7 separate regions of the Mus musculus genome follow, and regions 1, 2, 3, 4, 6 and 7 are each linked to region 5. The links are chromatin contacts, called in public Hi-C and HiChIP or PLAC-seq maps. All regions are on one chromosome and are shown on one strand. The core of a region is the stretch at or near the end of the contact, and the rest is flanking DNA. Distances in the headings are between cores, read along the strand shown. Region 1 has its middle 59 kb from the start of Gm26144. Region 2 has its middle 150 kb from the start of Gm34482. Region 3 has its middle 180 kb from the start of Gm34482. Region 4 has its middle 110 kb from the start of Gm34482. Region 5 has its middle 94 kb from the start of Gm42291. Region 6 has its middle 130 kb from the start of Gm34482. Region 7 overlaps Gm34687 (a long non-coding RNA gene).

Evidence for each region. Hi-C and Micro-C count contacts between places; a contact is called where the count stands out from the background. HiChIP or PLAC-seq counts read pairs in DNA pulled down with a chosen protein or histone mark.
Region 1: a FOXA1 HiChIP or PLAC-seq map of pancreatic cancer cells shows a contact between it and region 5. The contact joins two enhancer-like sites. A contact is called at or near these places in 4 of 484 Hi-C or Micro-C datasets (the C2C12 cell line, the HL-1 cell line, adipose-derived mesenchymal stem cells and 1 more) and 2 of 115 datasets of contacts at active chromatin or transcription factors (large pre-B cells and pancreatic cancer cells).
Region 2: an H3K4me3 HiChIP or PLAC-seq map of bone marrow-derived macrophages shows a contact between it and region 5, with 6 times the contacts expected there. The contact joins two enhancer-like sites. A contact is called at or near these places in 1 of 15 datasets of contacts at CTCF or cohesin (large pre-B cells), 4 of 484 Hi-C or Micro-C datasets (bone marrow-derived macrophages, cerebral cortex and granulocyte-monocyte progenitors) and 4 of 115 datasets of contacts at active chromatin or transcription factors (bone marrow-derived dendritic cells, bone marrow-derived macrophages, large pre-B cells and 1 more).
Region 3: a FOXA1 HiChIP or PLAC-seq map of pancreatic cancer cells shows a contact between it and region 5. The contact joins two enhancer-like sites. A contact is called at or near these places in 1 of 15 datasets of contacts at CTCF or cohesin (large pre-B cells), 2 of 484 Hi-C or Micro-C datasets (epidermal suprabasal cells and uterus) and 4 of 115 datasets of contacts at active chromatin or transcription factors (T-cell acute lymphoblastic leukemia, bone marrow-derived macrophages, large pre-B cells and 1 more).
Region 4: a Hi-C map of the N1E-115 cell line shows a contact between it and region 5, with 14 times the contacts expected there. The contact joins two enhancer-like sites. A contact is called at or near these places in 1 of 15 datasets of contacts at CTCF or cohesin (large pre-B cells), 6 of 484 Hi-C or Micro-C datasets (the N1E-115 cell line, bone marrow-derived dendritic cells, bone marrow-derived macrophages and 1 more) and 3 of 115 datasets of contacts at active chromatin or transcription factors (bone marrow-derived dendritic cells, bone marrow-derived macrophages and large pre-B cells).
Region 6: a Hi-C map of bone marrow-derived macrophages shows a contact between it and region 5, with 6 times the contacts expected there. The contact joins two enhancer-like sites. A contact is called at or near these places in 2 of 15 datasets of contacts at CTCF or cohesin (large pre-B cells and pro-B cells), 9 of 484 Hi-C or Micro-C datasets (B cells, bone marrow-derived dendritic cells, bone marrow-derived macrophages and 4 more) and 3 of 115 datasets of contacts at active chromatin or transcription factors (bone marrow-derived dendritic cells, bone marrow-derived macrophages and large pre-B cells).
Region 7: a Hi-C map of uterus shows a contact between it and region 5, with 5 times the contacts expected there. The contact joins two enhancer-like sites. A contact is called at or near these places in 7 of 39 promoter capture datasets (the 3T3-L1 cell line, 3T3-L1-derived adipocytes, the C10 cell line and 2 more), 3 of 15 datasets of contacts at CTCF or cohesin (the NIH/3T3 cell line, large pre-B cells and pro-B cells), 34 of 484 Hi-C or Micro-C datasets (3T3-L1-derived adipocytes, the AML12 cell line, the C10 cell line and 21 more), 2 of 115 datasets of contacts at active chromatin or transcription factors (fibro-adipogenic progenitors and large pre-B cells) and 1 of 9 other capture datasets (embryonic stem cells).

The regions. Positions count from the first base shown.
Region 1 is chr4:56,618,597-56,621,296 of GRCm38.p6, reverse strand. No RefSeq gene overlaps it. Among named protein-coding and RNA genes, the nearest start is that of Gm26144, 59 kb to the left of the region's middle. Within about 2 kb of position 1,291, at least 46 of the 459 cell types and tissues checked have an H3K27ac peak or open chromatin away from gene starts, as enhancers often do. A contact at or near this core is called in the C2C12 cell line and pancreatic cancer cells, where this site is marked.
Region 2 is chr4:55,804,142-55,806,865 of GRCm38.p6, reverse strand. No RefSeq gene overlaps it. Among named protein-coding and RNA genes, the nearest start is that of Gm34482, 150 kb to the left of the region's middle. Within about 2 kb of position 1,380, at least 28 of the 459 cell types and tissues checked have an H3K27ac peak or open chromatin away from gene starts, as enhancers often do. A contact at or near this core is called in bone marrow-derived macrophages and granulocyte-monocyte progenitors, where this site is marked.
Region 3 is chr4:55,774,863-55,777,562 of GRCm38.p6, reverse strand. No RefSeq gene overlaps it. Among named protein-coding and RNA genes, the nearest start is that of Gm34482, 180 kb to the left of the region's middle. Within about 2 kb of position 1,307, at least 10 of the 459 cell types and tissues checked have an H3K27ac peak or open chromatin away from gene starts, as enhancers often do. A contact at or near this core is called in pancreatic cancer cells, where this site is marked.
Region 4 is chr4:55,842,478-55,845,177 of GRCm38.p6, reverse strand. No RefSeq gene overlaps it. Among named protein-coding and RNA genes, the nearest start is that of Gm34482, 110 kb to the left of the region's middle. Within about 2 kb of position 1,292, at least 23 of the 459 cell types and tissues checked have an H3K27ac peak or open chromatin away from gene starts, as enhancers often do. A contact at or near this core is called in the N1E-115 cell line and uterus, where this site is marked.
Region 5 is chr4:56,220,941-56,223,684 of GRCm38.p6, reverse strand. No RefSeq gene overlaps it. Among named protein-coding and RNA genes, the nearest start is that of Gm42291, 94 kb to the left of the region's middle. Within about 2 kb of position 1,469, at least 165 of the 459 cell types and tissues checked have an H3K27ac peak or open chromatin away from gene starts, as enhancers often do. A contact at or near this core is called in B cells, the C2C12 cell line, the N1E-115 cell line and 5 more, where this site is marked.
Region 6 is chr4:55,822,907-55,825,764 of GRCm38.p6, reverse strand. No RefSeq gene overlaps it. Among named protein-coding and RNA genes, the nearest start is that of Gm34482, 130 kb to the left of the region's middle. Within about 2 kb of position 1,559, at least 34 of the 459 cell types and tissues checked have an H3K27ac peak or open chromatin away from gene starts, as enhancers often do. A contact at or near this core is called in B cells, bone marrow-derived macrophages and pro-B cells, where this site is marked.
Region 7 is chr4:56,680,743-56,683,702 of GRCm38.p6, reverse strand. The region is part of intron 5 of Gm34687 (a long non-coding RNA gene); the gene reads left to right. Among named protein-coding and RNA genes, the nearest start is that of Gm26144, 3.2 kb to the right of the region's middle. Within about 2 kb of position 1,327, at least 1 of the 459 cell types and tissues checked has an H3K27ac peak or open chromatin away from gene starts, as enhancers often do. A contact at or near this core is called in uterus, where this site is marked.

The DNA.
Region 1 (2,700 bases), core at 42-2,541, 400 kb before region 5:
AGTACATTTACATAGTAAATCATCACAGCTAAAAGACAGTACACGAGGGTAAAATGCTCCCACAAACATCATGAAGACACTGTTAATATTATGGAAGGAATTAATCATTTTAATCAATTAATTAATAGGAAAGAGACCAAAGTAGAGTATGGAAAAAATGGACAAATGATTAAAAAAATAAAAGAAGGAAAGTTACAGAACCAGAAAAACTTGGACTTGCATTGGGAAACCTTGGTTTTCTGTCCTCCAAATTGTCCGTCCTTCAGTTTGTTCCTCTCTACTACGTCCCCTCTCAGACCCTTGTTCATCTAGAACACTGCTTCTCTCCCAGAATGCTGACCTCAGAGCTTGCAGACTGGAGCCTTGCACACCCAAGCAGGGCAGGGCACATGCTCACACTGACTTGTCCCCAGACAGAATGAGTCGCGTGGCTCAGCACTTTGTCTTCGTGATCTGTGTGGTCCGAGCAAGGTACAGAAAGTCTCACATGGGGACAAGCTCGGACACTTGAGGGCACATGGTGATAACACATGGAGGATATAAAGCCTGAGATGCTTTGTGCTTTAGAGGTGGTCAGTTAGTAATCTTGGTTTTATTGCCTTTCCTCTTAAAGCCCTGAGTTTCCCCTTAGACCGGCAGTTCTCAACTTGTGAGTCACAACCCCCTTGGCGGTCAAATTTTAGATATTTACATTAATGATTCACAACAGTAGCAAAATTACAGTTATGAAGTAATTAAAATTTTTTGATTGGGGGGGGGTCACCACAACATGAGGAACTGTATTAAAGGGTTGCGGCATTAGGAAGGTTGAGAGCCACTGTCTTAGACAAAGATACGTTTTGCTGAAATTATTCATTTCACAAAAGTTCTGAAGGCCAAGCAAGCAGCAGTGTGCACTTGGGTTTTAGATGCGATGTGAGGAGTGGGGATATAGGTTCCAGGTGTGGATGCTCAGCTCAGCTAGCTGTTTCAGATTTCTCCAGGACCACGGATGGAAACGTGACGTGTAGCAACAGACTGTCCATGGAGGGTTGAGCGCATACTGAACATGCTAGACTGTAGAAGCTCTTTGCTTGTATGGTCCCATTTAGGGGACAGTCAGATGTCCCCTACATGTCTTAGGCAGTTGAGGGAACCTCTTGGCTCTTTGAGGGTCAGCAGGGAACTGAGTGAGAATCACTCTAAAACTAACTTCTAGCATCCAAATTCAGACATCTCTCAAACCTGAGATGGATCTTTGCATACTGTACTTATGGCTGGCAATAGTCCTTTCTTTGAGACACTGGAGGGCAGTGTGGTACAGTGGATTGAGCTATGGGTTTGGCATGAAGGGATTTATTTGGGTGTGGTTTTGAAAGCTGTGTGGCCTTGAGAAAGTTAAACAGCCCCTCTGGATCTTTATTTCCTAGCCCCCCCCCAAATGAAGATAATCAATACAAGACTCATTTTGGGTTACTGTGAGAATCAGAATAAAAAAAAAGGTATTGAAAGTGCTTTCTAAACTGTGAAGAGGAAACATATGATTCTAATAGAACTGTGAATTATTTGGGGGAACCCAAAAGTCCTTCCTGAACAAAAAAGAAATTTCTCTAAAAAGTCCTGTTAAGCATTAAAACTTAATATCCTTACCTCTGGTAGGTATTTGCCTTTTGAGGTTCAAATACACTGTACAAGATAACACTCAATAAGGGCACATTCCTGTAGATGGAGGCAGTATGAATAGCCCAGGATAGAGCATCTACTCAACAGCTCTATCTTCTAACAGGAAAGCAGATTGTCAAGAGTCTAAGAGAGGTGCGTTTGGATGGGGAGGAGGAAAGCAAAGATACCAAGGTACCGGGTTGTTTCCGAGTCAGGCAGATCCAATTACCCTGGGACTTTGGCTGATACTTCTTTAGAGTTACAGGCCAGAAGATTTAGGCACAACCTGCAGAACTTTCTGGAAGAGCTACTACTTCCAGAGAAGAACTGAACTTCTTGCTACTTAGATCTGCACATGTGAAAGGTGATTTGCAGAGTAGCTGAGGGCTTGGGACCGTGCTTTGTGGGAAGGTGAACAGAAAGTGAAAGTGACCTTGGGCTGGAGAGTGTGTTGGAGGGACTCTCTGCTGCTTTTAGGGCCTTGGGGCTGGTAGGAGGACTTCCTGCCCACACTGCCCCAGCAGCTGTCAGTCATGACTTTTGCTAAGTCTGCACGTCTCTTACTTATTTGGTGATTTTTTTTTACAAAGGGTTTAATTTATTTTAATTTTGTGTGTATGTATGTCTTTGTCTGAGTATATACATGTAAGTGCAAGTGTCAGCAGAATGCAATGGAAGGTGCTGGATCCTCTGCAGTTGGAGTTATAGGTGGTTGTGAGCTGCCTGACATGGGTGCTGGGAAGTAAACTTAGGTCTTCCGGAAGAGCGGTGCATGCTGTGTAAATGCTGAGCCATTTCTCTAACCTCTGGATGACTTTCTTTTCTTTTAAATTCTGATTGACTTAAGTGAACGCAACCTCATTTGAATTAAGAACATGGGCTCAATCACCATACAACTACAGAAATAAACTAGCCATTCATCTACCGCCTAAAACCACCACACAGGGCTCATGTTTTAGGTCAACAGCCCATGTGTTGCTCTGCAGCACCTTCAACCAGAAGTCGACTTGTGTGCTTGCCCACCTCTGGTTCCAGAAAGCTCAGTTCCTCTTTGGAGGT
Region 2 (2,724 bases), core at 131-2,630, 420 kb after region 5:
TTTCACCCAGAGTTTAAAGCAGCAGGATGAAGAGAAATGTCACAGACTCACTAGTTTCTCTCCCCTCAAGACAGCCAACAATCGAGTCAGGTACATTTCCTTCTAGAAGCTTCCTAAAAGGGAAAAGGCTCAGCGAGGTGGGAAAAGGGGGAAAGGCTACAAATTGGACCTCTCCATATGCCTGGGAGCTGACCGCTTCATCAAAAATGGGGCAAGTATTACTGAAATGTAAATGGCTTCCATTTGTTGCAGCCATGTGTCACGTTTATAGCCCAAAGACTCACTCCAAAGATGTAGGAATTTTTTTTAACATGGAAATCTGCTTCTGAAAACTGGAGAGATGGCTTAGCAGGTAGAGTGTTGGCTACACAAGCAGGAGGACCTGAGTTTAGATCCCAACACCCACATAAAATCTGGATCCAGCAGTGTGCTCCTGCAATCCAGTGCTGGGAAAGCAGACACTGTCTGCTCACTGGCCAGCCAATCAATTAGCCCCACACTCAAGGAGCAACTCTGTCACAAAACATAAGGTGGCAAGCAGAGGCTGGGATTATCCAGAGACAGGAGTCTACCAAGCCAACTTTAGGCATGTGGGATGTGAAATACAAGAGGAGGCTGGGCTGGATTCTCCGCCACCACGTTACCTCTCACCCCAGAACAAGCAGCTCTAAGACTCTAGAATCTTGGTATTTCTCATGAGCCAACTCAATACTATTGTCCTGTGCTTTCTAGTTCATTTCATATGACTTAGCACTGGCTTAAGGGAGCTTCTAGGTCTGTGGTGTCGCTAAAACCTGTGCAGTTCCCCTGTGGAATCAGTTGTTGGGAGCATAACTTAGAAGCAGGGTTCCATGGCCATTGTTGTTTGATGGACAGTGGGAGCCATTGTTGTCATTGTGCTTCACACACTCTCATTTGTCCCTTATAACTGAGAGCTTGCCACATCTGCTTCAAGAGACAAAGGTGACACCAGAACAGATTCATGGAAAATGTCAATCGCAACTGACAAAGCCAGCACTGTTTCACAACTATGCACTAAAGCGGCTTGCCACACGGACTTGCCTTATTTCGCTCCTGTTGGTGTTGGTCATTTTCTATAGAGTGACTAGTCCAAATTTAAAACATTCTGAGTTCACCAGTTTGCTGCATGCCCAGAGAGAGGGGGGAGGGAAAGAAAGAGAAGGAGAGAGGGGGGGAAAGAAAGAGAGAAGGGGGGAGAGAGAAAAGGGAAGGGGATGGAGGGGGAGAAGTCTATAGAAAAAAATTCAAGCATCAGAAACTCATATCTTGCTTCAGGCCTGCTCCTGCTTCCCCTGAATCGGGAACTGACTTCTCTGTGGCCCTCAAAGGGCCAGAACTGCCTATTTAGAGAACAGAAAGAGCAATGTCCCCTTTTAGAGAGAGAAGCTGCTCTGGCTACAGTGGGAAGGCAATGCTTCTGCTTTGTACCCTGTGAGCAGAAGCTGGTGATGCTTGGAACAAGCTGGGTGTCTCTGAACTCTAAATCCGAAGAGAACCTAGGCATGAAGGCATACAGGCAACTCTAGCACTCAGGAAGTAGAGATAGGAGGATCTGGATGGCAAGGCTATCTCAGGCTACCTAATGAGTTCAAGGCTAGCCCCAGCCACATGAGATTTTGTTTAAAAAAAAAAAAAAGCTAATTCATTAAATCCAAAGAGGCAATGGGAGACTGATCTTGCCCATAGAAGACAAATAATTCGGCCAATCTTAAACTCTGATAAAACCCAGTGGACTGAGCCATCATCACAATCATGATCCAATATATAACCAATTCATAAATGCTGACAGTACGTTTCAATAAAATAGTTCATCAGAATTCGTTCTAATCTAGTTCCAGCAAGCATATGGTCCAGTATAAGATAACATTTTTATGAGGAATTCTGAGAGTCTACCATGACTCAGTCAAGGGTGTGCCTGAAGAGTCACTTGACCATCCACATATTCACTCGCAAAAGGCCTGAGAACCTTTCACAAAGGAAGTGCAGGGCACGGTAAGGCAGCACAGCGGCATCTTAGGCACCCTGTCCATGAACCTTACATGTTGACACTCACTAATAGTGAAAATATGCACTGTAAACCGGTAAGGTCAGAGACAGGTGAAAGGCTCAACCTATAAGTCATCTTGACTTTCTTCATTACCATGGGTCCCAGGGTCCTGTGCTTTTTATTCACCCTCTAATTGCAAGTTTCATGTTTGGGATGATAAAACATGCACGTGTATGTGTACACATGTGAGAGCTTCATATGTGTGTGACGTCCAGAGGTCAGCCTCTTATGTCAGTCCACCCTTGTGCAAGACAGGGTCCCTCACTGGTCCAGGGATCACTACTTCGGCTATGATGGCTGGCTGGTGAGCCCCAGGAATACAGCTGTCTGTGCCTTTCCAGCACTGGATTATAAACACAATACCCAGTTCTTGCAAACACCATACCCAGTTCTTTCACCTATGTTCTGTGAACCAAATTCAAGTCTTTGTGCTGACAGAGTGAGTAACTTGACCAACTGAGCTATCTCCCCAGCCCCGAGGTAAAACATCTCTTAAAGTTGTACATAATATTCATGAGTACTTTACAGCACATTCCCTTGTGACCTCCCTCATCTCCTGCCCTACCAACAGCCTGCAGCCCAGTCTTTTTAGGCAGTTGTCATTCTCTAGGTTTCTTTAGCCTCCCAGGACCCTTTCGCTCCTCTCCTGGCCTCCA
Region 3 (2,700 bases), core at 58-2,557, 450 kb after region 5:
ACTGTGAGGACTCACTCCTCCTTAAAACTATTGGCAGTTAATATTGTTGGGGGTGTGTCAGTTCTTCATGGTTCAGTCACTGACAGGTTGCACTTTTCTAGAATCTAAGCTCCCACTCATGCTTGGGCAAGAAACTAAACTTAGTGGGTCAACACACAGAAGGGACTTGTTGAAGAGAAGATTCTAGCAAGAAAGGGAGGGGATGAAAGAAGGGAATGATAGGTAAAATGGCTAAGATTCCTTGATGAAGATGAGGAGGAGGAGGAGGAGGAGGATGGGGAGGAAGAGGAGGAGAAGGAAGAGATGATGGTGACCTGGAGGGCAGGGGTCCCTGAAAAGGGGAATCATCAATTAATCCTTATAGGGGGCAATTTTTAGTCTTCTGGTCTTTCTGATAGCTATTCTAGGCATATTGTGAAAATGCAGATTCTGATCCAGAAAGTCTGGAGGGTAAGGTTGGTAATGAACATTTCTAGCAAATTCCCAGAGATGCTGGTGATTTGGACTCAACAGACACATTTCAAGCAGCAAATCTTGGGCATAGGCATCACCTTTGCCATGTAATCAAGACTAGGGAGCTCTTTCTTAATGTTGTTGATAAATAAAACCAAGACAGTGGATTCAGGTGAAACTCCTTTACCCAAGACTGGGCTGTGTGGTTAGAGACCTTGCCTCTAGACTATTAGACATGACATTTACTAGCCCCTCTGAGCACCCATTGCTTTTTATTTCTCCTGTTCTCAATCTCTCTCTCTCTCTCTCTCTCTCTCTCTCTCTCTCTCTCTCTCTCTCTCTCTCTCTCTCCCAGTAGCAAAATGTCTATCCCTTCCAATCCCTGGTATACTCTTGGTGACTGGGTCTCTAAAGTAGAAATCGTACTGTCAGTATTATAGTTGCTGCAAGAAATATGTGGCTCAGAAGAGGAACTTGAAACAAGGTTGTTATTGGTATTATTCATATTCATTAACTGAAAGAGTAACAGCTTCCCTTATACCACACAGAAGGAATAGGGGAAAATATTACTTGTGTTTGTACATAGAAGCGTTTGCACTGGGTGCTGGAATATATTGACTCATGAATTCCTAAAGCATTTTGAATCTACAATATGCCAATTTTTCGGTTTTGGGAAACCGAAACTTAGAAAGGACAACCAATGTTTATCTAGACTTACAAACCTGAGTTGTTCCTGATGTAAAGACATTCTTTCCCCTCATCCTGCCTCCCCATCATGCACAGGATGTGGTCTGGCTGTGCCTTTGCACTGTCTGAAGCTCCTGGTACTCGCTGTCAGGTCTCACACTCAACCCCACGTACTAGGCACATGCTTTGACTGTGGGTCACAGTTTGTTTACAGGACCCAGGTCTGGATGGCACCATCCCGTTGCAGTTGGTCTGTTTTTGCTTTCTCACACTCAGAGTTGTGATGAGTCAGACACAGTCAAATCCAAGGACAGTTTGTACGGATCTCACTCCAAGTTACCGTGAAGGTGTCTGAAGCCCCAAAAGGTCACTAGGTGAAGGTGTCAAAGAGGGCAGACAGATGACCTCTCACCTCCTCGCAGAAGTGAAGGGTTCAAAGACATCCTCTCTGAGATCCAAACAAGTATGAGTCATCAGCCCCACATGTTTTCTTGTTCAGATCCAGGTGCCAAGCAGGGCAGGATCTGCCCGCCTGAGATTTAGCACGAACTCAAAGGACATAAATATGTTGACATATTGTCACCATATCAACCTGGATTCATTTATCTAAAGCTTAATTCTACATCAATAGTCCCTCATCTAGGACAGAGATAGTGCTTGCTTCCCAGAAATAACTTCTCTCCTTTCATAGAAGACTCTTACTCTCACATCACGACCCTTCATTCCCAGCACCCCCTGCTTCTTAGAGGGGTCATTTGACTACTCCACACCAGTGAGAAGGAGTGACATATCTTACTCTACCACCCTCCAAGTAAGAAAAAGAATGCTAGGAAGAGGAGCTGAAGTCCTGACTCATTGCAGGAAAGGCTTCCCGGTCAGATCCAGGGTCACCCACATAGAAAGCTTAATTGATAAGAAGTAAAGTTTTATTCCCAAACCATGATACACTCAGATCCATCTGTTGGGACAGCTGGCAGTGTTGTTATCTGGATAGCAGCATTGAGGTGCAGCTAAAACACAAGATGATGCTCTCCACTCAGAACTATGTCACCCAAACCTTATAGAGTTTCAGACAATGACTGCAATCCATCCCCATCCTCACTTAGAACTATAGAAATCATGGTTTGGGGATGTCATATTATTTGTTCCAACTCAAAGAGATAGGAAATAAGAGACATAAGGTAGTTAGCAAACAACAGACATAAGGTATAAAGAAACTTCTGCCTGGTGACAGATGGAAAAAGAACTCCCCTCTGAGATTGATCTTGAAAATCCATTCAAGTATCTTTCCATAGTTGTTTCTAAGCAAGAGTCTGTGATCTGTGGCCTGTCTCCTCTCTTACAGACTCCCATCAGGAGTGCTAGAAAAGATAAAGAGAAGAGTGACATCTGAGCCCTTCTCCTTCAGTCTAGGTCAGCTGTGGAATGAGGGGAGTCCCAGGAGGATTGGGGATACTCTTCCTAGACTCTGTCACCCACATTGGGTATAGCTCCAGAGAAGTGGCAACCAGTTGACGTGGCCACTGTAGGATTGGTGTCTCAGACTTGCTATTGGCAAGG
Region 4 (2,700 bases), core at 43-2,542, 380 kb after region 5:
TTGGTCATGCTATGCTAGCTAACCTTATGCACATATTTGAGCAACCAAGTCATCAGCTCTGGGCAGGTCAGTCTTGGGCTTCATGCCTGTGTGAGCAGAAGCCATGAACTGGAGACAGGACCAACAAGGCTTGGGTGCTGGGCTTCTCTGGCTGTATATTGTACTCAGGGAGAGTTTGCCCCAACCTCACAGGCCCACATTCCCTGGGTAGAAGCAGGCCTATGCCATGCTATACTGTGCCTGTGCTCTCCGATTTCATCATTTCTGGCTCAAAGCAGGCCTGCAATTTTCATTTCTTTATGGGCTTAAGTAATCTATTGCAAATGGCACCAGCAGGCTGTAATGCATCCTTGTTGAGGAAACAGTTATTTCTCTTCCGAAGCTTTCTGGTTGAAGGCTTGTGGAGCTGAGGCCGGGTAACTGTTTTACATTAGCTATAATGGTGTTTACATTGGATGTACCGATGTTTAAATCGCTGGACATATTTGTTATTAGTAGGGAGGCAGTGGCATTGTTTAGCCCAAGTATCTGGGTGGGTGGAGGGGGCTCCTATTAACATTGATAATATTTTACAAGGGACCTTGCAGGGACGTTTATAATAAAGCAGTGCTGTTTATCTCATCAGGATTATGTTGGAGTAACTTTAATTGTATTCATATTAAACATATCAGTGTTAGAACTGATGTAATATGTTTAGCATTAATATGAAGGTTGCTAAGTTGGGGGCTTTTGAGGTAGACTTGAAGTGCTGGGAAGACAATAGAACATATGGAAAGCATTTAGGGGTGTAGGGGGGTTTCTGTTCTTGTCTAACAAGAAGGATTAGTGCTCTTGCTGAGGTACACTCTAAGATGAACAGTGGGCTGTAGTGCTACCATCTGCTGAGCTTATGATGCGATTCTCTTGGCCAGCTCGGGTGCTCTCGCCATTGCTCTCCATTCTCTGTGTTCTCGCAAGCTCCACCAAAGCCCAAATGTCAGGGATACTTCAGATGCTTTGCAGCTGGCTGTCGCACCCAGAGACGTTTCAAAATGGATTTTGTAATGGCTTATAAAAGTCCCACATTGTGCACGAGCGGTTATTGAGTGTGATATAGTGTGAGCAAGAATGTTCCAAATTCCCTCCGTGCTGTATCCATCAATCTGGCTCTATTAGGGTTGGCAGGATAATGGCTGGAGTGAGGCTCTGGACTTTATCTGCAGCTGAAAGAAGCATCCTAATTATCTACTCATCAGAGCAGCCCCACTCCTGGCTCGAGGAGATCACTGCCAGCTCAGCCCCAGAAATTCCAAATCTTCCCTGTCACCCGCCAGGCACACGGAGGCAGGATGCAAGACTGTGTCCAGCCCAGCTGGGGAGCATAGTCCCAGTAAATCCTGGAACTCAATCTGACTGCCCAGCTGGAAACACTGTTGCAGTTTTAACCCAAGGAGGCTCAGTTTCCTGATGCTTTCCTCCCACTGGGCTCAGTTCCCATTGGGCCCAGAAGGTTCGCTGGGATACATCGCAGGACTGGGACCCTGCTCTACCTATCAGTAGCCCTAGTTTTCTGCAACATGAGAGTAATACCTGTGTCTCCCTAATGTTACTGGTAAATTTGACAGCACTTTGAATGGGATCTGTACCATGCTGTGCTTTCATTAGTGAACAAATGAAAAACTCCAGTGTAGCAACAGGGTTCTGGTGGAAATACATGCCTTGCCTGATGGATATACACCTACCATTTCACAGGACATTCAAGGAATATTTATGAAGACTTCTATTCTTTGCAAAAGCACTTCTCATTAATATTGCAAGCTTATGCACAAGCTATAAGCTTGTATTAATATCATAAGTCTATTATTTTTATTTGTATAAAAGAGGAAGCAAGAACAAGGAGAGAGGATGTGATTTTTTTGCCTGTTAGGCCCTGTGTTAGGCCCTAAGCTTTGATTGCTGCTACTTGGGCTGAGAGAAATGAGGGTCCTACAGCAACTACCTTTTCTGTTTCTGAAGGCATCTGATATAAGAGAGCCCCTTAAGGAATGGCTGATTTTGGCTAAAGGTTTCAGAGAATCATGTTCATCCTGGCATGGAAGGGATGTTGGAAGGAATGTGATGAAGCTGTTCTTGTTGTATCCTCAGGTAGGAGGCAGAGAGAGATGAACACCATGCCTAGCTGGCTTTCTGCTTTTTGCCATTTTGTTTGTTTAGGCTGAGACGCTTATCTAGGTGTGATACCTCCCACATTTAGGGTAGGCCTTTCCACAATTGAGCATCTCTGGAAATGCGCTCAAAGAAACACTGAGAAGTGCGTTTCCTAGAGGTTGGAGAGACTGCCTTATGGTTGATAGCACTTGCTTCTCTTGCAGAGGAGCTGAGATCAGTTTACAACTTGGCAGCTTTAAGCCATCAGTAAATAACTCCAATTCCAGGGAATCCCGTGCTCCCTTTTGGCTTCTGCCGGCACCAGGCATGACCAATGATGCCCATACATATGCACAGGAAAACATCAATACACATACAAAAAAAATAAATGAATATTTTTTTAATAAAAAATGCATCTTCCAAGTGATTTCAAACCTGTCGATGAAGTTTAGATGTCGCACATCCCCATCCTGCTGTGGTTCACAAATGGCTGGGACTATACAAATTGTTAAGTTGCTATGGGTCTTTGCATTCTTAAGCCATCAGACTGCTTTAATTCTGGAAAGTGTTTAG
Region 5 (2,744 bases), core at 220-2,719:
AGCGGGGGAGATACAGTGTTTATAAAGCAAAACATGAGGTCCTGCGTTTGATCCCCAGACCCCACATGGCCATGGTTGTTTCTTTGTAACCCCAGCAAAGGGGAAGCAGCAGTGATAGATTCCTGGGACTTGCTGGTCAGCCAGTTTACCTATCTGGTAAATTCCAGGTTATTGAGCTATCCTGTCTGAAAATACTGGTGGACAGCATTCTTGACAGACAGCACCAATGTGGTTCATGTCATGTTGATTGTGTTGTTGTTCTGTTTTAGATAAAGCTTGTCCAGATTGAATATTCCCAATCTGTTAATGTTTAGCTTACAATACAGGACTCAACAGAAGTGTTCTTCCAGGTGGGGACCAATGTGTGTCTATGTGTGGGCGTGCATGCTCCACGTGGAACATGGAGAAACAACAAGATTCATGTAGAGCACTGGAAGAAGCCAGGCCAATTTAAACACAGGTCATCCTGGTCTTTGCTACAAATCTTGATGGGACTCTGAAGTCCTTTTCCAGATCCTTAGAATCTTTTTTTTCTCTGTTTTTATTAGGTATTTTCCTTGTTTACATTTCCAATGCTATCCCAAAAGTCCCCCATACCAACCCCCCCCCAATTTTGGCCCTGGCGTTCCCCTGTACTGGGGCATATAAAGTTTGCAAGTCCAAAGGGCCTCTCTTTCCAGTGATGGCTGACTAGGCCATCTTTTGATACATATGCAGCTAGAGACAAAAGCTCCGGGGTACTGGTTAGTTCATAATGTTGTTCCACCTATAGGGTTGCAGTTCCCTTTAGCTCCTTGGGTACTTTCTCTAGCTCCTCCATTGGGGGCCGTGTGACCCATCCAATAGCTGACCGTGAGCATCCACTTCTGAACTTAGAATCTTAATAAACAGGCTTGGAGAAGTGTTGAGAACAGGGAACCTGATGTGAGCTTAGCATTAGCATGTTCTGATAAAGCTACTGGAACAAAGTCAGGGCTGCTGGATGCCTTAGGGACTAGAGTCTATGACGACATGGGGCAACCACTAGGTGGGGCTGTGGCCGAGGGGACTCCAGGGTTTCTTTTATGTGGGTTCCAGTTTCTATTTCCTTATTCTCACTCTCTCCTTTTCTGTTCTTCTCTCTCCCTTGCTGCTTATCCTGTAGCTGTCTTAGCTGAAGAAGCCTGGGTTAGCCACCTCCTTGTGCACTGATCTCTACAGCTTGCTATAGCAGGGACCTGGGGCCTCAGCCTTCTCCTGTAGGCTGGGACACTGGGTGGAATGCTCAACTCTACTCTCCCCTGCAGTTTGTTTTGTTTTGTTGTTTTGTTTCGATTCGTTTCTTTTCTCTTCCAACATTCTCAGCTCCAGTCTTCAATCTGAAGATGGATAAATAAACAAATCGAAACTGAAATTGAACATTGGCCCCAAAGTGAGGACATCTGGGAGGCTTTTAGGGAAATGTACGTGCTTGCTGGGTTTCCGGTTACATATTTTATGTTGCCTGGTAACAGAGCTCACAGTTCACTTTCTGGCTTTCTTCTCCCCCATCCCCTGTTTATAGTGTAATTACTGCCGTGACTTCATAATCCCCCAGTGAACAGCTGTCAGGGGGGCCCAACTGCTGAATAAACAGGGCTATACAAGCTCTCCTCCACTGGCTGGTTTACTAAATAGATCAATATTTGGTTTGTAGGCAAAGAGATTAGGAGGTGGAAGTGTCTTTTGAAAAAGTCTGCTGGCTTCCCAGGGCCTCCCAGCACACCTGAGAATGTGGGAAAGAAAAACCAAGTTCATGGAGGGAAAAAAAAAAGGCCCATCCAAGCCTTTCACCTGCTGGAGACTTCCCAAGGAGCACTGTGTCTTTAGGAGGGCATCCTCTTCAGGAGGCATCTTAGGCTCTTAATTCTAAGTCCTAGAGAATTCTATTTTCTTCTTCCTCTACCTCCCTACCTCTCTTTCTGTCCTGGCCCGATCACATCCTCTTTAATCTTTCTAAATGGATATTATAGCCTCAGGGACTCCAAGAAGATTCAAGGATAAACAGGAGCTAAGCCCCTGAAATGCCAGGCTCCCTCCAATGCCATCTTCTCCGCACAAAAGCCCTGGTTAGAAATGCCATCAAGAGAGCAGCCTCTGAGGGTTCTTTGTCAAACTCAAGGTTTGTGTGACCCTCTGGGAAAGGGTTCTCTTGACCTTGATTTTTTTTTATGTGTAAGGAAAGGGCTGAAGGGCAGGGGGGCCCTGCCTGAAGTTTCTGGAGCCTTACAATCTAAACCTCTAGGCTGGCTGGCTCTAGGACCTGGGGCAAGTCCTTTGTGGATTTGTGCTCACACAGTCTGGGTCTAAAGGCTTCTTCCAGGTAGGAGTGAAGCAATGTCTAACTGAACAGAAGAGAGTTTACTGCAAAGGCCCAAAAGAGACTGGGAACTCCACAGAGTTGTCCTACCTTCCATGTGGAAAGGGGAGAGTTAACCTATTACTGTGATCATCAAAGGAGACAAAGGATGAATGGAATTTGCCTAGATTATGGTCTCTTTAAAACTAGCATTGTTTAATTTCTCCTGAAGCTAAAACCACAGTGAAGAAAGGCTTGGTTAAAAAATGGGACAGAAAGAGGAGATGCAGAGCTCCTTTTCTGTGTACAACTCCAGTAGATCCAACTTCACAAAGACAAAGGCACTGCACTAATTCAACTTGAGACTTAGCTATTCAGTGTCCTGGTGTTTCATCGTATTGTCTAGATACATTATGTCCCTATGTTG
Region 6 (2,858 bases), core at 310-2,809, 400 kb after region 5:
GAGTATAAGTCAGCCTGAGAAGATGAGTCACAGTGAATTGAACTTGGGATTCTTCCACCAAGTTCTGGCTCTCATTAGGATTCTTTCTTGAGCCTGATAAAGGTTGAGTCTTTCACTGAGAGTCAAGTGTCTCCAGCTGTCTGGAAAACACTGCGAGATCAAGGACCCAGGCAGTCCTTGACATCTAATGGGTACCACTTTGAGGCAAGTCCACTCCAAAGTTCTGTGGGTCCTTTAACCTTTTAAGTCCGTTGGTGGGAGGGGCCTTCCTAACCTCTCTCCTTTTATCTATTCTCTGTCTCCCCTTTCTCCTTTGCTTCCTTGACCATACAATGGTGGGTTATACCAAACCCACAAATTCCAAGCTATATGTAGCACCGAGTGGCTGTTTGTCCCTAAAATACCACGTCGCTGACTACAGCAAACACTAATTACAAGCTTTATCTAATCACTGTTGTGTGACCGGTCATTTTTGGTTTCCAAAAATGACAATGAGTGGCATGCTTCTGCAGCTGGTGGGGTTTCAGATCTCAAGTGCACACAGATGTGCATGGAATTGAGCACCCCAAGTGACCAACTCAGAAAGGGAAATGGGACAAAGAAGAGAGGAAGCACAGAGAGGCAGGTTTTGCTGCTAAAGACCTCACGAACAGTTCAGGCTTGCCATGTTGTACTAACCCCACCCAGAAAATGCAAGTCAGCATTCTTCTCCCTGATATGCACTCTGCTAATGCAATTGGTGACACCAGAGATGCCACTGAATGACCATACCACAGACTGGAGGAAATAAAGTTTGTCTCTAATTTGTTGACTAGTTTGGGGTTTACAATCAGTTGTTTCTTCCTCAGTGATCCCTTCTTTCTTCCCAAAAAAGTAGAATGTAACAGTATCAAAGAAGCAATGCTGAGCATGAGGTCTGGTACCTTTGTGAGCTTATGACCATGACCTTGAGTAGGCTGGCCTACTCATTATTCTGCATGATCTTGCAAATAAGGTGGTGGCTAATAATACGCATTTGCCCTGGCCAATGAGACACGAGAATGAAGGTGGACAGGCAAAGGTTCTTGTAACCATTCAGCTGGTGTAGCCTCATCAGAACTAGCTTGAGAGCTCCTCACTCATGTTCACTGCCATGAATGTAGGCTGTCAGTTGCTCGGGAACAGGCAGAAAAAGGCCTCATGATGACCTTGGCCTGGGATCAGAGTGTCAAACACTGCCGCTCAAAATAAACCAGTATTCCACAGAGGTTCCAGAGCACATGTGCACACTTGGAAGGCAACTCCTCTCCATGTTTTAAATAGCCCAGAGATGGGCTTGAAGAAGATGCTGTGTCAAAACATAGAAGCACTTAGGAAAACAAGACCCTTTCAAACCCTACATTCCTCTCCACCATGATTCTCTTCTCACAGCAGTCCGTTGTATAGAGTAGTTGAGCTCTTGCTGTTGGCTGTGCTGTGGCAAGGGCCTGGCTTGCCAGGGCCAGCAGAGGGGAGGAGAGGCATAGAGGATCCTCGGGTGGCTGAGTGTGTAGCAACGGTGAGCCAGAGCGCAGACTGACTTTCACTTCCTTAAGCTATAAATAAAGCAGTGTTGTCCCCTTTAGCTTAATCTCGTCTTTGTACCCTCCTCTGAGTGAGTCCTTTAAGAAAAAAATGGAGTGAGAACATCAACTCTAACTCATTCCCCACCACCATCCTGAAAAGAGATGTTGATGGGCTCAGCTTGTTCCCTTCCAACTCTGCAGTTCTGCTCCGTCGAGGTCCATTCTTCCTGGCAAGTGGGTTGGAATAAGGACAGACACAGAGGAGCATTTTTGTCCTTACCTGCCATCCTATTTGAGACAAGTTCTCCTTCTGCACATGTCCATTGGAGTAAGAGTTAACCATGCATCCACGTGGCTTATCCTGTACCACACTGAGAAAGGGATATGAGCTCTGAGGCAGTACACAGGGCTGGGGAGGTAAGGGCAAAGTGCTTGCCTTGTAAGTATGAGGATCTGAAGCCACATACAGAAGTCAAGCATAATGGCATGTGGTTATAACCCTGGTGCAAGGGTGGTAGATACAGAAAGGGATTCATTGTCCAGCCAGCCTAGGCTATTCAGTGAACTCCAGGCACCAGGAAACTATCTCAACAGCCAAGGTAGACAGCTCCTGGGGAATGACATATGATACAGTCCTCTTACATACATGCATGCTTGTGTGCACGCATGTGTGGATGTACACACACACACACACACACACACACACACACACACACACACACATTCACACACCTAAACTCAGATCCTACCATAAGATATTTACACTTAAGAATTTCACATTCCACCTTCATTTCATCCTTAGGGCGATCCTATGATGTCAGTGTTTTTAGTTTCATTTTAGCCACAGTGAAACTCAGATTTAGAGATAATGTCATTCACCTGAGGCATTTCTTTGTTTCCCCCAACGGCTAGGAAACTCAAGGTCAAATGTGGCCAGAAAGAACTACTCAAACGGTTTATATTTGTTTTGCTGTCATTCTTGAGTCTGTTTTCCCTGCCCCTACTATCTTCATAATTTCTACTTTTATTTCCTATAGTTATAAAGAAACTTTAGAGCCTCTTTGGAAGAGTGAGATATCAACGTATTAGTGAGTGATAACTGGCCAGTAGCAGTCAAGATGAGAACTCAGACTATAGATGCCTCAGCCAGCTGTCGTTCCTAATGTTCTCTTGCTTACAAGTAGCCTGATGGCTTGGGAAACAGACATGTTCTATGGTGACCAAGAGACCAAAGGGAACTGAACATCTCCACAGCTGCTTGGATTCTGGCTGGGACCTGGATGGACATCAGGAAGCAAAGAAAACCTGTAGCCC
Region 7 (2,960 bases), core at 78-2,577, 460 kb before region 5:
AAAGATTGGCACAATGCCATACAACAGCTTCATGGTGACCCAGCGTGTGTCTCTAGGCTTGGCCCTGGCTTTTAGTTTCATTTATAAGTCCTTCCCCCCACAATGGAGCATAGGAACCTGTCCTAAAAATGCCATCTCCAGTGTGAGCTGTGCAGGCTGAGGCTGCCAACCTGGTAGGCAGGGCATGGATGACATTCTAGGGAGGTATACCCAGCAGCAGTTTTGACAAAGTAGGGTTTCAGGGGCTTAGAGTTGCAGCTGGTATACAGTAGGAGCTCAATCATTGCTTCCTAGCAAACTGTGGCATGCTGAAGTGTAACAGGAATCCTGGAGTTTATGAGCCTAGGACCACAAACAATTGGAAGTGAAGACAGGATGAGCTGTGCTGGTGGTCTGGGAAGACAGGAGACACCCCCAAAACTTTATGGGTTTTTTCCCTCCAGCCAGCAGGCTTTGTGGTGTGTGTGTGTGTGTGTATGTGTGTGTGTGTGTGTGTGTGTGTGTGTGTGTGTGTGTGTGTGTGAAGAGAAACTGTGGCAGTCACCCTGAGCTTAGTCTTATCCCTTGGGTCACGTGGTCAGCCATGATGGCGAGACTTATGATGTCTTTGCCTCTCTCATCTTCAGTCCTTGCTCTTCCTTCTTCTCGGGACACATGGCCTAAGACACCACCACCACCACCACCACCACCTCCTCCTCCTCCTCCTCCTCCTCCTCCTTCTCCTTTTTCTTCTTCTAGATTTATTTATTTATTTATTTATTTATTTATTTATTTATTTATGTGTATACACGGTAGCTGTCTTCAGACACACCAGAAGAGGGCATCGGATCCCATTACAGATGGTTGTGAGCCAACATGTGTTTGCTGGGAATTGAACTCAGGACCTCTGAAAGAGCAGTCAGTGCTCTTAACCGCTGAGTCATCTCTCCAGCCCTGCTAAGACACTTCTGAAACACAGGTCATGTCAGCATTTGCAGGTCTCACCCTTGTTCTTCTCCAGGGCTACCTGGACTGGAGAGTTCACTCTGAGCAAGATAGTCATCAGTGGTGCATATGCACTAAGCCACCCGTGACATGTGCAAAGTGTCTGTTTTCTTATCCCCCACCATGAATGGATGGCCAACTCGGATGTTCATAGCCCAGACGTTTCAAAGGATCCTTAATGAAAATAACACACAAATTCACTTAGGCTCAATTTTGTTTTTGGAAGCTCATGGACAATTTTATTAGAGTCTCAGAGAAAAACAACAACAGGGCAGGCATGCTTTAAGTCTCAGCAGCTGCTGGGGGAGAGACGGGGAGAAGGGAGGACGAGAGAAAGTCATGCTTATGAGTTAGGCATGAAGGTTAGCAAAATGGCGGCAGGCCAAGCATCTGTGTAGGGAAAGAGCAGGGTGCTCTGGAGGAAGGGAAGCCCCAAGTGTCAGAGGCTTTGGCCTATATCATAAGGAAAGAGAAAAGAAAAAAGAAAAAGGAAAAAGAAAAAGGGAAAACTTGTGCTTTTCTGAGTTAGTACCCAGACTGGTGGACAGATCCACAGTTCTGTAAGCCACCGCTAGGCTCAGCTTTTAATGGGGGTGGGGGTGAGTGGGGTGTGGGGTGTCTGTGGGTTCTGCCATGTGAGGACCAGCCATGCAAACCTGCACATGAGTATAAAACAAGGCCCCAGTGGGCAGAGATGGAACAGTCCTGGAGACAGGGCAACATCTGCGGCAATGTCCCCAGTGTACAGGGGGGCCTGACCACACATTTAAGCAAAGCAACACGAGATGCAGTCATGGTAGCATTGAATTCTTCTCCTTCGCCATCACAGGCATTGAACCCAGTGCTTTGTGCATACTAACCATTTGCTCTACCACTGAGCTACACTGCCATTCCCACAACTGTGTGTTAGTAAGCACTTGTCTCCCTCAGAGTTAATAATCTGCCACGTCCAACATGGCCTAGTGTGGAAACGTGAATGGGCTGCCCTCTTCTGGTGTGTCTGAAGACAGCTACAGTGTACACAAATAAATAAGTAAGTAAATAAATAGATTTTTTTTTTTTTTTTTAGAAGAAGAAGTGTCTTAGGCCATGTGTCCCGAGAAGAAGGAAGAGTGAGGGATGGAGATGAGAGACACAGGGTCACTGAAAAGCTTCTATCAGACAGGCTGTGTGAACCTTAGTGGAACTGTGTCAATAACACAACTGCACTCTGGGACCTCGGTTTTTATTATGCCCAGCATAGGGCGTGGGGCTAGCTGGACTATAGGAGGTTTCTGTAGGCGAGCAGTCCCAGGCTGTAAACACACAGCAGGAGGAAGCTGTAGTTACTAGCTTCTGCACACACTGCAGGCATTTGCACTCAGACCAGAGGCAGGCCTTGCCATCCTCTGAGTCACCGGGCTTATGAACTGGGGATAGGGGAAGTGGGCACATGCAGGCTCCTGCTCGCTAGCAAAGGTTTCCTTTCTGATTCAGTCATTGTCTCTTCACCCGACCGCCTCCTAAGCTCTGCAGTTTGATCTTCTGAGGGTCTGACTGTCAGTTGGTACCGTACTTTTCTGAGTGACTGAAAACCCATTTAAAGAGTCCTTGCCTGTGCCTGTATTTTGAAGCATTTCCCCTACACTTCCCTCCTTTCTGGAGTATTTTGGGTCTCACATCTGGAGCTGATTTTGTACAGGTGAGAGGTTGTGATCTAGTTCACTTTTCTATGTGCGGACATTCATTCTGTTTGTTTGTTTAAATTCTCTCATATATGACATCCCGGTTGTAATATCCCCTCCCTTCCCTACCCTCACCCACTTTCCTCCACTCGGGTGTACCCCAACTCCACTTCCCCTCAGAACAGAGCAGGCCTCCCAGGGACATCAACCAAACACAGCATAGCAAGCACGGTGCCACCACAGCAAGGCTGGACAAGGTAACTCAGTAGGAGGAGAAGGCTGCTGCAAGCAGGCAAAAGCATCAGAGAGCCC